Linked DNA regions of Mus musculus: region 2 is linked to region 1. The links are chromatin contacts, called in public Micro-C maps. All regions are on one chromosome and are shown on one strand. Each heading gives the region's core, a stretch centred on a gene start, on an enhancer-like site or on the middle of the called end of the contact. The rest is flanking DNA. Distances are from core to core; before and after follow the strand shown. Region 1 has its middle 230 kb from the start of Rbfox1. Region 2 has its middle 110 kb from the start of Rbfox1.

Region 1 (2,700 bases), core at 141-2,640:
AGACATATATGTATATGTATACACAGCCATCACTTCTCAGCACGCTGCTTTGTAATTAAATGAAATTCTACGCAGCTACAAGTGAGAGAGAATTTGCTCCATGCTTAAAACGACATTCCTAGATCTGCTCTTTACTCTGAATTCACCACCAATGTCTCAAAAAAAAGAGAGAGAAAGCAACATATTCCCCTACTCCACACATGCACATTGTACACGTACCCACATGTACGTGTGCGGACACACATACACACACATTTTTTTTTGTTTCCCTTCGCACGTGAAAATAAAATTGTAGCTCAGCACTAATGAAGCAAGTCTTGCCTAACTCCCACTGGAAAAGCCTGCACATGTACCGTAGCCATGCAAGATTATCCTGCATCGGCATAATCACCTTACACGAAATACGATTACTCTAGGCTGCAATTTTTATACCCGAAGTCAATTTATTAATCAGAGAAAGACAGAGAGAATGAGAGAGAGAGCGAGAGAGAGAGAGAGAGAGAAAGAGAGAGAGAGACTACCTACCCACAAATACATCATCATCTTGCAAGAGAAATCAAAGGCTCTGTCAGCAAACAGAAGTCTCCTCACTTCACCAAGAGTATCTGGAAGAAAAACTGAAAACCACTCGGTAGAGATTCTTGCCTTTTCCTGCCAAGTCCTCAGAGTCCCTCTTATTTCCTTACACCAGGTTTGCTATGATTGTTTATGAGTTTATCAGGACAGCATTCCTTCAGTGGCAACGTGTGTGGAGTGACTTGCTCCGGGCTGCTTGCTTCTCTCTCTCTCTCTCTCCCTCTCTCTCTCTCTCTCCTCTCTCTCTCTCCTCTCCTCCTCTCCCTCCCCTCTCCTCCTCCCTCCCCCTCTTTCCTTTCCCTTCCTAACTCTTGCCTTTTCTTCTCGCTCTAGTCAAGACTGCTTAGGTAAGAATTCTTGGGGTGGCTGTCTCATGAGCAAATCTAGTACTTCAGGCAGCAAGCATAGTGGGAACACAGACACTGTTGAGACCGCTAGTGGTGAGGGTGATAATGATAACAGTAACAATAAAAAATAATAATAACAATAATAGCCTGGTATGATCAGTAAAGGCAGGTGCTATAGCAAATCCTGACAGCGAGGAGGAGATTCCCAAAGTCCCTACTGGAGGAATTTACTGGAGGGTTGATCCTCAGAGGCAAGCATATCAGCACAGAGCTGGCGACTCGGAGATTTTTTTTTTAAGTCGAAGCTCCAGCTGCAGAGAAAAGAACATGTGCCTCTCCCGGCTTCCCCTTTATCTCTTTAAATGTACTTCAGATAAAAGCAGCATCCAGTTAGGTCAAGGCCTCCCCAGACTCATTCCTCTTCGCTCCACATGCTCAGCACACTTGTCTACAGCCATCTACCGGCTCCATCGTGTCACTGCGGGCTTAGAGACTGTGGGTCTTGCTTGCTGCAGCAGCTGCTGCCTGTCCATGTCTGCCTTGCTTGGCTCTCAGCTTGGGTTTGTATCGGAATCTGGGAGGGGGAAAGGAACAGATAGCCTTGGAAGCCTGTGTGCCAGTCTATCAAATCAAAAGAAAAGCCAACCCCCACCAGCAACAGTCAGCAAATGGAAAGCTCCGAAGACTTGCTGGCATGAATGTTTAGCCTTCTTAAACCAAGGGAAGGAATTGTGCACATGTTCCCAGCAGCACGGCTGATTTTGTTGCATGTGGAGAATGCAAGCATGCATGTGTATATGTGTTTAAGTGTGTGTACATATGTGTAAGTGTGCATTCTTCTATGTATGTCATGTAGGTATGCTTGTGTGTGTGTGTGTGTGTGTGTATGCTCGAGAGCGAGCGTGTGTGTGTGTTTGTGTGTGTGTCGCTGTGTGTGTGTTTATTACTTCTTTTCCCTCATCCTGTGCAATTACAGACCTGGAAAATTTTGCAGGGTGCATAAAACTTGATCATGTTGACAAGCTCTCCTTAGAAAATGCACAGGCTAGATGCACAGCTAAGATTTCCTGAAATTATCCAAAAAATTTTGCCCATGAATCAATTCCCCTTTATTAGTTGTTCTTTTTTAATCCATTTTAAATTGTATACTTTATCTTGAAAATTATCTCCATTACTGAAATGCATCGTGAAGGAGAGGACGGGGAATACAATTTGCCCAGCATATTAATTGATGCAGAACTCAATTATTGATATATGGATAAGGGAGAAATTAATATTAAAACACATGGTAGCCTTTAAGGGAAAGGGAGAAGATGAACTTGTGCTCTGAGTGGAGTCTTGGTCATTAGTCTCATCTTTATACATCATACAGAGGAAACCATGGAATTAAGTCTCTCATTCATTTATATTTCTCCTTAAAACTACATAAAGCAAAATGTCACCTAAATAATTAAAGTGCGTTAGCTAAATTGTGGAGTCATCTACAGAGCTGAGCAGGTGGTGAGGCACCTGTTAACGTATCCCATAGACAGGACCATCATGATGCATAATAGGCAAGGGGGTGGGAGGAGCAATGACCATGTCTTTTTGTAAAATAGTGACCAACAGAAGCACAGCAATGGAAACCACAAAGAAATGGCACTTAGACACAAAGTCCTCAGCTGGAAAATATGCAAATCATAGGGCTGGTGTGATGGAGCAGTCAGTGAAGTCCACAACTGGCTTTGCAAACCAGAGGATGTTGCTTGGATCCACAAAACCCACATAAAGAAACTCC
Region 2 (2,700 bases), core at 4-2,503, 120 kb before region 1:
TGCTAGCTGAATATTCACCAGTGTCTTTCATGAGATCAGCAGTAAGGAGTGACAGAGAGTATTCAAAACTTGGCTTCAGGTCTTCACACAGGACTGTTAGATGACTGACAGGCTGCCTAAGGATGGCAAAAAGAACACCCAGCCTTTTTCCCTTTTCCTCGCAGGAGAAAACCCAGGCTTAGAAGCCTCAGCTGCATTCTGTCATTTTCTACCCATTTTGTCGCTGGACACGCTGAGATGCCAGTTCTCGTGGATCTGTGAAGATGAATCAGCCTCTTCCAGGAAGAGAGATCAATGTCTTGGTCGTCAGCATCTTGACTTTCTCTGATCTCACCTCTAAGAGGCAGGACCATTCTAGGGGAATAACCAGCTTCGATAGATGGTGAGCTGAACTGAAATTCACAAGTACTTCTTACTGTGTGTGTGTGTGTGTGGTAGGAGAGAGAGAATTACAAAGAAAAGAGATAGAAGGCAGACATTTCCATTTTGTAATTAGTAACATCACCTTCTGAGAGGAACCTGCTGGCTGAGAAGACATTATACTGGAAATTTCCAAATGATTTCTTGCCCTCCCTACAATGTGCCAGGCAGGTGTTTTAATTTGCATCCTTTCAGTGGCACAGATAATGCTTTATAAAACACAGACGAATGAAGCGCTTCACTGCCAAAGTCGGAGGGTGAAAGGTTGTTTTCTTAGTTGGGCAGGTATTCCTTCCTTTCTTATCATTCTCTGAACTATGAGTAGACTAGAATTTCTAGAACACATGTCCTGGAAATGTTCGCGAGGAAGAATGAACCTTTGAAGTGAAAGCAACCTGACACAGTAAGACATCCATGCAAAATGTCTGTTCTTGGGCTGCTATGATTTATTTATTATACACCAGACACTGACTACAAATGCCACAGAAAGCTGGTATCTATGATGATTGTGAGACCAGTTCAGGAAATCATAATCGAAAAACTACTCCACAGTCCTCATTCACATGGCATGCGATCTAAAACCACAGGCAAAGATCCTACACTGAAAGAAGATGAAGTTTTAGTCTCTGTTTGATGGAAACTGGTGTGTTGTATGGACGCATAAATAATGTTCATCACTTGAAATAGTGCAAAGATGTCGGGCCACAGAAAGGACTTCATGCAAGTCTAGTTTGCTGAATCATTGAGTTAACTGGGGTTACATACAGGGGGATGGGTGAGGGCTCACCTCCAGAAGCATGGATGACTAAGGCAGTTGCATCGCAGGAAAGTACACTCCAGCTGGCCTCACCAATGACTCAGAAAAGCCACGTCCCCAGAGCTCACCAGAAGGCTGGCACACTCCTCTGGAGCCTCCTTGTCTCCTGTTTACTGTTTGCATGATCTTAGTCAGAGCCCTGTGGATCTTGTAAATCCCAGAGCTTCCCAGGACTAAGAAATCTAAGTCTTAGGAGTTCCCTTCTTTTTCCATATGTGAGCCTCTCAATACAAAGGAAATAGCTCCATAACAATATTCATCTTTCCAGAGACTGGTCTGAAATCAAGGTGATCACAGGCTGGTACACTATGTATGGTCAAATCACAGACAATTATCTAGCAGCCGCCATTTGGCACCATGATGGGAGGCCACCTTCTTCTGTAGCATGGCATTGCCTTCCCCTTTCCTTGAGTGAAAATAGATTAAGTAAGCCCTAAATCCAGGGCCACGTGGCATGAAAGACATAGAATTTAGAAGTAGAATCATAATCATCATGATGTGATGGAGATGCTGGAACTGTGAGCTGAGAGGGATCCAGGGTACTGCTGGCTGCCATATCTAGTTATCCTTCTCTCAGATGAGAATGAACTCCTGACCAACGCTGGAATTAGAGGAAATGGAAGGTTGTAGAGCAGTTGGTAGATATTTAAGTTTTGTTTTTGCTTGGTATTCATATTAAGTTCTCTGACATTAAACATACATTTTTTTCATCTCTGTGGGAGACATTCCAGTTTTTAAATGCTGATGTAACTTGAATAAATAAACCACATTTAAAAAAATCATTGTGAATTTGGGTTATGAAACACTGTCAAACAGCTATTGAACATGACTGATTGAAACTTTTTGATGTAATATTTATCAGTTTGGCCAGGAAACTCTCTTGGACCAATGAGCTTGCTTTTTCAGAGACCAGGAAGTCCCTTTGGTGGAAGGTCATGTTTTCATCTCAGAAACAGAGAAAAATAATTAAATTATCCGTCTGGTTTTCTCAAAGGAGTGGAATGTTTCCAGCGACACAGTAGCAATTTCCTCCGTTCTGTTTCCATGGTGTACTCAGAGCAGGGGTGAATGGTGACAGTCTGATAGTGTGTAAAAATTAACCCCCCGTCTTCCCTCTTCCTTCTTTCTAGAGCAGCTCCATCATATTTTCTAGGCACTACAAAACTCTCAGTCGCTCATAATTTTTTCCAATAGCACATTACATCCTTTAACATACCTAGAGGAAACTTTCAGAAAAAAACAAACAAACAAACAAACAAAAAACCACCCACATTTATAAATGAGCACAGTTGCAATGGCCGGCGGCTCCCTTTCCCCCAAAACTTCTAACTGCACTCATCAATTACTTGTAACAGAGGCCAGTGTTGGCAGTGTTTACCCACCATTCTCTGAGTTATTCAGCTCGATCTTGTGGCTCATTAAAAGCATCTCTATTTATTTGCTGTGTGTTACAGTCCTTAACT

The links. Hi-C and Micro-C count contacts between places; a contact is called where the count stands out from the background.
Region 2: a Micro-C map of muscle stem cells shows a contact between it and region 1, with 5 times the contacts expected there. The contact joins two enhancer-like sites. A contact is called at or near these places in 1 of 15 datasets of contacts at CTCF or cohesin (the NIH/3T3 cell line), 13 of 484 Hi-C or Micro-C datasets (3T3-L1-derived adipocytes, the C2C12 cell line, the N1E-115 cell line and 9 more) and 4 of 115 datasets of contacts at active chromatin or transcription factors (embryonic fibroblasts and embryonic stem cells).

Annotation. Positions count from the first base shown.
Region 1 is chr16:6,838,486-6,841,185 of GRCm38.p6, reverse strand. It overlaps a transcript of Rbfox1 not described here. Among named protein-coding and RNA genes, the nearest start is that of Rbfox1, 230 kb to the left of the region's middle. Within about 2 kb of position 1,390, at least 12 of the 459 cell types and tissues checked have an H3K27ac peak or open chromatin away from gene starts, as enhancers often do. A contact at or near this core is called in cortical neurons and muscle stem cells, where this site is marked.
Region 2 is chr16:6,962,279-6,964,978 of GRCm38.p6, reverse strand. It overlaps a transcript of Rbfox1 not described here. Among named protein-coding and RNA genes, the nearest start is that of Rbfox1, 110 kb to the left of the region's middle. Within about 2 kb of position 1,253, at least 55 of the 459 cell types and tissues checked have an H3K27ac peak or open chromatin away from gene starts, as enhancers often do. A contact at or near this core is called in cortical neurons and muscle stem cells, where this site is marked.